Regions from separate parts of the Mus musculus genome. Here regions 1 and 3 are each linked to region 2. Evidence: chromatin contacts called from public HiChIP or PLAC-seq and promoter capture Hi-C data. All regions are on one chromosome and are shown on one strand. Each heading gives the region's core, a stretch centred on a gene start, on an enhancer-like site or on the middle of the called end of the contact. The rest is flanking DNA. Distances are from core to core; before and after follow the strand shown. Region 1 holds the start of Cep290 (centrosomal protein 290). Region 2 has its middle 17 kb from the start of Gm35533. Region 3 has its middle 48 kb from the start of Gm35206.

Evidence for each region. Promoter capture Hi-C pulls out the DNA fragments that hold promoters and counts their contacts. HiChIP or PLAC-seq counts read pairs in DNA pulled down with a chosen protein or histone mark.
Region 1: a contact with region 2 is called in a promoter capture Hi-C map of the C10 cell line, with 5 times the contacts expected there. The contact joins the promoter of Cep290 here to the enhancer-like site in region 2. A contact is called at or near these places in 1 of 39 promoter capture datasets (the C10 cell line), 1 of 15 datasets of contacts at CTCF or cohesin (pro-B cells), 6 of 484 Hi-C or Micro-C datasets (the HL-1 cell line, embryonic stem cells, extraembryonic endoderm stem cells and 1 more) and 5 of 115 datasets of contacts at active chromatin or transcription factors (the SCID.adh cell line, embryonic limb bud, embryonic stem cells and 1 more).
Region 3: an H3K4me3 HiChIP or PLAC-seq map of microglia shows a contact between it and region 2, with 7 times the contacts expected there. The contact joins two enhancer-like sites. A contact is called at or near these places in 1 of 15 datasets of contacts at CTCF or cohesin (the NIH/3T3 cell line), 1 of 484 Hi-C or Micro-C datasets (bone marrow-derived macrophages) and 4 of 115 datasets of contacts at active chromatin or transcription factors (cardiomyocytes, embryonic stem cells and microglia).

The regions. Positions count from the first base shown.
Region 1 is chr10:100,486,234-100,488,933 of GRCm38.p6, reverse strand. Cep290 (centrosomal protein 290) reads right to left here and starts at 1,352. Exons shown (of 54, transcript NM_146009.3): 1 at 1,182-1,352; 2 at 526-655; 3 at 295-372. The coding sequence starts at 627. It overlaps Tmtc3 (transmembrane and tetratricopeptide repeat containing 3), which reads left to right and starts at 1,587. Exons shown (of 14, transcript NM_001110013.1): 1 at 1,587-1,772.
Region 2 is chr10:100,159,511-100,162,210 of GRCm38.p6, reverse strand. No RefSeq gene overlaps it. Among named protein-coding and RNA genes, the nearest start is that of Gm35533, 17 kb to the right of the region's middle. Within about 2 kb of position 1,445, at least 65 of the 459 cell types and tissues checked have an H3K27ac peak or open chromatin away from gene starts, as enhancers often do. A contact at or near this core is called in the HL-1 cell line, bone marrow-derived macrophages, microglia and 1 more, where this site is marked.
Region 3 is chr10:99,709,924-99,712,623 of GRCm38.p6, reverse strand. No RefSeq gene overlaps it. Among named protein-coding and RNA genes, the nearest start is that of Gm35206, 48 kb to the left of the region's middle. Within about 2 kb of position 1,328, at least 14 of the 459 cell types and tissues checked have an H3K27ac peak or open chromatin away from gene starts, as enhancers often do. A contact at or near this core is called in bone marrow-derived macrophages and microglia, where this site is marked.

The DNA of each region.
Region 1 (2,700 bases), core at 103-2,602, 330 kb before region 2:
TTAAAAACCTTTATTCCCTTCTAAAATGCTGATAACCAAAATATACTCTCAAACTCTTGAACAGTATATCCCAAATTACTGGCCCCAAATATTTTTCTATATGCTTTTACCTTAATGTAAAGAATACATATTCTTTCTCAGTATTTATTTATGAAGAATCTAGAATCCTCTTATCATTTCATGTATAGCTTATAGGGGAGAGATTTTGTATTTTATTTGACCATATGATTCTTTATGACTCTTTATGTTTCTCCTAAAAAATATTTCTTTTCCTACACACTCTTTCCTACAAACCTTCATTAGAGACTGGGTAATTCTGAATAGATGTATCATGTTTTCTTGGTCTTCATTTTTTAGTTCATTTACTTCCACCTAAGGAAACAAACACACAAAAAATGGACTATTTCATACCCTGCACATTAAATACAAGCACTCTTCCAGTTATAGCATTCAATGATTTCAAGAAGCAATTTCAATTCATGACATTGTACATCAGGCTCTGTGTACAAATCATTTATTAAGTACCTTGGATAAAGATATCAATAATTTATCTGCTAACTCTTCTTGCCGTGGCAGGTCATCTGGATCAACTTTGATTAATTCTTTCCACTTTATATTAGGTGGCATCTTGAATTCTTTCACTGTCTCTCAGCCTCTACAAAGAAGCAGGTGGATTTTAGCATTTTCAAGGAAAATGGCCTTGCAGTGTTTACATGATCATGAGCGGTCTTACTTAACTCTCTAGGTGCTGGCTAAGAGCTATGGCTCCTGAACTGCAAAACAGATGCAGAGGCAAACAGCCTCGACGAAAATTAGTTCCCCTGACACAGGCTATACGATAATGTACACGCTAAATTATTATTTTCTTGCTAAGACGAATTCGGAGCTAAAACCCCGAGGCCCCTTTTCCAAGTCCCCTACCATCAATGATGGTACCAACTCCCAAGATGTTTGGAAGTTTTTGAAAACCTTCTGAGGAAAGGGGACCAGAGGATTTTTAAAGTAGATAAAAAGACTGAGCTAAATGAAGTGTTTGCGGAATCAAGCTCAATCAGGGAGGCCGAGACGACACTGCAGACAAGAGCGACAGAGGTCTGGATAGGTAGGGCTGCACCCTGTCCCTCGGGATTACGATCCTGTGAACGACACTAAGCGGCTCCGGCTCACGAGGATCCACCCACCGAAACCAAGACCTGCCACCAGCAGCAGTCACTCATCTACAGCGACCACCTCCGGGTTCGGCCACCGCCCCGGCCTCACGCTTCCCAGAGCGGTCCTCGCGCACTCAGGCTGCTCCCGCCAACTCTTCCCGACCGAGCCGAAGCGGCGCCGGCTGCTAGGCGACACCACTCCCCGCCCCCCAGCCTGCCAAGACCGGAACTAGGCCCCGGGATACCTGGGAAGACTACATTTCACGACCCTGGAAAAAGCTTTACGGCTCTATTTCCCCTCCAAGCCCTCCTTACTGTGGATGAGGGAGAGCCGTGAGATGAGGACTCTACGTCCCAGAGTGCAGTTCGGCGTCGCGGCTGTGCATCCTGGGATTGGAAGTTTTTGGGAAGAGCGGCGCGTTCCCGGCGTGCAATGCGGGAGTCTGCGGCCGCCCTGGAAGAGCTGGGGGAAGGCTCGGGAGGCGGGAGGAGCGGCTGCTAAGGTGCGGCCGCCCCGGAGTCCGAGCGTGGCAGGCTATGACTGTGTTTTCTGCGGAGTCCTTCTCCGGTCCACCATCCCAGAAGCTTTCCTGAACCGTCTCCTGGCGGAGCCGCCCTCAGGTGAGGTCGGGGCGTGTCAACCCACAGCCAGGAGTAGCTCAGGGAACCTTTGCGTTTTTAGGGAAGCGCTAGCTTGGGGCTGCCGAAGGGCTGGCGGATCTTGCAGAGGTTTGGGAAAGAGTCCTCCGGCTACTCAGGTAGGTGCGAGGGGCTCCCAGTTAGTGGCTTCCCTAAGAGGGGAGTCAATAAAAGTTTCCAGCCTCCTTGGTGTCTGGGAAAGTGGAGCGCCCCCACCCCCACCGCACCCCCTGAGTTCACGCTCTGGTTGAGTGAAGAAGGAGCGTCAAGATGGGGCAGCCTCCTGCAGCAGCTTGCGGATTGTAGTGCTTATTAGGTTAATAAGAGTGGAGTGAAGGCCAAGGAAAGAGGAGCCTTAGTGCGCCCAAGGCTCTTAAGCCGGGCTGGAGGGAGGGAGGAGGGCCATGCCAAGCGATGGCATTTTGCTGTCATTTGCTGGGTACCAAGGGAGTTCTTGGGGGAAAGTGCCTTCTCCTTCTCAGATGTTAATCTTCTTACTCAGGGAACTGTTGCCAAATGCACAGCTATTCTACACCAGCAGGTAACTTTAGGAGCTGTAAGCATCTATTTGAAAGAGTGCGTCTCGTATATATGTATGAATGTATGTATGTATGTATACGTGGATAGATATATAAGGTACTTATACATATCATACATAATAGATATTAAGTAATTAAAAGAAAAATGTAGACAGTTACATTTTTCTTTTGAAAAGATTTCTGCGGTTGAGAAAAACAAATAGCACAAAAAAATGGTATTTGAAACAAATTTTAAAGACGTTCTTCAGATTTGTAGGCCTGATTGCAGTGTTTGCTTTATTTCTAAATACTGTTTAGTTTTGGAATTATTCTTTGTGGAGATACAGCAGTATTATCCGCATTGTCCATCTAAGAGATTGAAGCTCGGAGAG
Region 2 (2,700 bases), core at 196-2,695:
CAAAATTTAAAACTGTTGTCGTTTGCTGACACTAAAAATGTCACAGGCTTTTCTTAGCTTGCTCATTTTGTTTTTGATATGGGATCCTCTAATTTTGCCCTGGCAGGCCTGCTACTTGATAGAAAGACCAGGCTGGCCTTGAAGTCGTAGAGATCTGCTTTTGCTTAGGGAGTGTGGAGATTATAGTGACGCCAGTAATTATCATAAGGAACACACAAAATCAGAGTTTATCTCTATTAAGGTAAAGCTGAAAAGCTACTTTTTTCCTGTCTTGGCCTTTGGAGAATTGACTTTTTGTATTTGACCATGTTCATCTTGCAGGTATCTATGGCTAAGGGGCACTTTAAATATTTAAATATTTATATGCATATGTACATGTATGGTTCTATGTGTATTTTATTGTGTCAATTCATAAATAATCATTATGTTGTCACAGCAGATGCTGTGAATTGTACCAATCTTTTTTTCATAATCAACGAGAAAGGCAGGGCTCTAGCTACACAGTCAGCAGCATCTTTGGTTTGGTGTGGTCTGTATTCTCATCTGTCTTTGAACTCCCTGACTCACAATGTTTGTGTTGGAAAGCCTACATCATACTTTCCCGCTTTGCTTTAAAAGTTTCTATACATTTTTTTTCTAGGTATAGCTTCTAAGGCCTCTGTCATCGTCAACTAATTTTAGTGTAGTCTCTGCTTTGCTCCTAGAATTTTATTAAATGCAGGAGGCCCCAGTTTCTACATACAGCGACCAGCTCTAGAGTCTTCAGGGCTGTAGCTCAAATCTAGCTCCCTCTGACTGATAGCTTTGTTCTTTCTCCAAGGTCCTTGCTCACGTTATTTTTCTTTGCTGCTGTAGCAACTAGGAAATGACATTCATTAAAAATATTTAGTGTGAAGCAGAGAATGGAGGAATGACCATCCAGAGACTGCCCCACGTGGGGATCCATCCCATAAACAACCACCAAAACCACACTATTGTGGTTGCCAACAAGAGCTTGCTGACAGGAACCTGATACAGCTGTCTCCTGAGAAGCTCTGCCAGTGCCTGACTCATGGCTCTAACTGTATATGTAGCAGAGGATGGCCTAGTTGGTCATCAATAGGTGGAGAGGCCCTTGGTCCTGAGTAGGCTCTATGCCCCAGTATGGGGGAATGCCAGGGCCAGGAAGCAGGAGTGGATGGGTTGGTGAGCAGGGGGAGGGGGAAAGGGATAGGGGATTTTTCAGAGGGGAAACAAGGAAAAGGGATAACATTTGAAATGGAAATAAAGAAAATATCTAATAAAAAAAAAAGAAAAAATATTTAGTATGTCTTTTTTTTTTTTTTTTGAAACAACAAAAACCATTTTTCGCCCTGGGTAAAACAGATTGAGGAGAAAAATACATCCAGCATGAACATAAAGTATATATCACACATCACAAAAGGATCCAGCTGGAAAATGCTTCGAGACACCACTTACTTTATTAAAATTGCAAGACGATGAAAATGGAAGCTTTTACATGTCTCCTTTCCTGTCAGAGCACGTGACCCCAGAGGAATGCCTGACATGGAAGGCAAGTAGCTTTCCTTGCTGGGTTTAGCTTCTGCTTTTGTTTGGTTTGGTTTGGCTTGGCTTGGTTATTGATTTACTTTTGTATTAAGAAGTTTCGCTATATTTTAGAACTAGGAATTTACATGGTGGACAGAAGTCAGCCTGGTTTGAGAGAAGGGATTGCGAGCTGGCAGGCCATTCAGCACTCACGGAAGGACAATGGTCAGGCACCAGTCTGCGGTCTGCGAGCACTTGAAGTATTGTGCTGAAAATAGAAGCAGGAAGGAACTAACTCTCTCCAATGTTCACTAAGCCGAGCAGCACAGGGCACACAGAGCCCACACAGCTTCTCTACCCTACACCCACGACCCTCCCAGCTTTTCTTTTGCTACAGTGCCTTTCTCACAAGAAGAAAGAAATGTGCATCGCTCACTTTCACAACTCTGTTGGGTCTGGGAAACACACATGTTACCCAGACCAACCTGATGAAATCAGAAGAGAAGTTCTTGCGCCTTCTGGGAAGAATTTCTTCCTCACGAAAGACATGCAAAGATAAATGCCCCCTCCCCCGTTTTGCAGGTTTCCAGATACGATATGATACCTGGGGCTCCAGCAGCACAGAATCGCACACACTGACCCGCCCAGATCTAGCAGCTGCTGAGAGACTCTCTAATCACTGCAGTTCCTGGTCTTGAAATCAAATAAGCATCTAGAGTGGAAGTTGTTTTCAGCTGAGTGTGCTGTTTCTGGAAGTCATGTCCATCCTAGCTGAACATCCTTGGGACAGGCACCACAGTATACCACGGTCATCTTGCTAGCCAAGCATTTTTAGAGAAAGATAACTTTGGCTCAGAAAGATTTGTCCAGAGTCTCCAAAGCTCTGGGAGAAAAGATGTCATGATTAGACTCTGGCTGTGCACCTGGGTATCTCCGGTCTTCTTTGCTTCGCACCACTCCATCCCTGACCTATTATTTAGACTGGAACAGTAGAGGCAGGGATATCTTTGTTCCGAGACTATGGAAGGCACTAGAAGAGATAAGAATTGGCAAAATAATAATAATGATGATAATAATAATAATAATAATAATAATAATAATAATAGGTGTATGACTTTAAAAATGAGACATGTTACATACAATTCTTTTAGAGTTACAATTATAATTAACTAT
Region 3 (2,700 bases), core at 79-2,578, 450 kb after region 2:
ATCCTTGAGACCTAGAACTAAAAATGAGAGATCCCTGAGGTGATAGTGGAAAGAAGCAGGTAAGGGTTAGCCACACAGGATGGAGAGGAACCACTGCAGAATTAAGAAACTGGAGATCTTGAACCAGGTGATAGGTCCTATGGTTGTTTTTATTTTTTAACAGCAGTATAGGGGTGTTAAAAGACTTCTGACTGTCGAGTTAGAGGTCCTGTGTCCAAGCTTGGCCCTAATGTCAGGGTAGCACTGAGAAAAGAAACGGATCATCAAAAGATGTTTACCTTCTGGGTTTTCAGGCTCTAGATTAATATATTGTAAGAGGGCCTTTGTAAGGTGCTCTAAAAATTTGAGATAGTTTTTCTGTTTGTTCTGAATGACTTTGGAGGTACATCTCCTAGGCTATTCTAGACACTATCAAGTTGTTAATGAAAATTTCCATCAGAGAATTAATAAAAAATAAAGTGAAAGAGTCTCTAAAAAACTTAGAGGAATCATACAGAATACACATAAATGGACATATCCAAACAAATCATGTAGAATTTTTTTAAAATCCAAAGTAGGAAATGAAAAATTGGGGGCAGTCTTTTTGCAGAACAATTGATATAATGAGGGAGAGCTGAGGAGTAGTTTAGTGAGATAGTGCCTCCCAAGCAGGAGTGAGAACTTGGGTTTGATCTCCAGTACCAGTAGCCAACAACAATAATTGTTATAACTACATTCACAACTACAAGTTATAATAGGTGGGAAAGAAATTAAAACAACAAAAATAGAGAAAACCATTGTGAAGGATGTGGCTCTTGTCACTCTGTGGCCGACTTCCTCTTTGTTGACTATAGAGAAATCACAGAGGCAAGACTGATACCCTGATTTAGACAGTTCTTGTGGTTTGTGAAACAGGAAAAGACCAAGAGTCCCTTCTGTCAGCTGCTAGGGTTAGAAGAGGGGCCAATACTGAAGGTTATTTCATTGTTTTACAATTGGATGGATTGTTATTAGTGTTCAGAATTCAAGGCAAGAGACAGTCCCACAAAGAACAAGTTCAAATCCCACCAGTCCCTGCTAAATAAAGAATCAAAGGAGTGGAAATTTTTGCAGAAGAAAAGTTAAGAATTACCAAATTGGATGTATTGAAGGAATGATAGAAGGAGCACTAAAGAGTTTAAAAGAAAGAGCAGTAAAATTTTTTATAAATATTTTATAAAGCACATTCAGGGAAGAGCTATATGTCCAAATTTAAAAAAAAAATAATTGCTTAATGATAAGCTCCTTAAAGAGTTTCAAGAAATAGGAACCTCAGGACAAAGAGAGAAGTGGGGACACATGTCTCACGTGGGTAGCTGATGAAAGGCTGGAGGCTTTCAGAGCTTGGGGGTGGGAAATGGATGCTAGGGATGTGTAGCAGCAGGTAGGGATGAGCAGGAATGGAGTGGCAGGGCCAGGAAAAACAATAGCAACCACCTTCCTGTGGAATAGTGTAAGAGAGAGCGCTCAGAGATGCTAGGTGGAAGAGTGGGAGAAGGGTATAGAGGGCAGGCAGATGTAGTATTTACAGAAAGATTTCAAACACTAAAAACCATCCGCGCCCAGTCCCCCTGTTCACACAGAGACATAGCCATGTTCTCCCACCACTGCATACTGCATGTCCGGCAACATCCTTTCCTCTTGCTCTTTGTTTTAATGGTTTTCCTTTCAGTCATGACTTCTTGGGAAACAAATCTCCAAGGTGGATCACAGCAAGGTAGATCATGCCATGCTGAAGTATGTTTGGGTTACCAAGATTCTCTCAATCATGATCATAATGTAATAAACCACACCCCCTCCACTGTGCTGTATTATTCCCTGGAACTGTAACTATAGCTTTAGGTATGCTATTTCTAATCCCTATCTAGGTAGACACTGCCATAACACAGGCACAGTAAACTCGGCTTTATTGATAAGCCACCTGAGTTCCAAAGGGCCTTTGTGAAGACTGCATTACACACCTCAGAATGATGAAGAATGGAGCCTGATCCCTGTGGCTCTGAAGGACTTTTTCTCTTCCAGCATACTGACCTGTCATTCTCGCCTTTTTCGATTGCCTTGCATATTATAATTACTTTTTCACACCTCTTACTACACAGTTCGTGCAACCCTTCCAGGTTGGGAATGAGAATTCAGCCTTGTTTCTCCAATGCCAAATATAATGCATGATCAATATTTGTCAAATGTTTTTTTATATGTAAAATGGAAAAAACAATCAAGGGGCGGTGAGACGCCTCAGCAGGTAAGGGTGCTTCCCATCCAATGTGAACAATCTGAGGTCAATACCAGAACTCAAGTGATAAGAGATTACTGACATGCAAAAATTCACACATTTAGTCTATCAATGTAAAAATAATAGTAATAATAATAAGGTTTCATTATATATGAATGAACAAATGAACAAGAGGTTTCCATGGTGAGCATGTAAACAGCACAGAGACTATTCACTATGTAATTATAGCATACATAATCACATTAAGCTCTAAAACTCTCGCTTGCTCGCTAACCTATCCTTTTAAACTGCTTTACAAATAGAACACACAAATGTGACATATATACACACATACATATATTCCTAAGGAAAAATATATACGTGTGCGTGTATATAGATATATGTATATATGTATATATATGTATAACTCCAAGACCATGTGTACCATGTTCATTAGTTGCCAGTCTGAG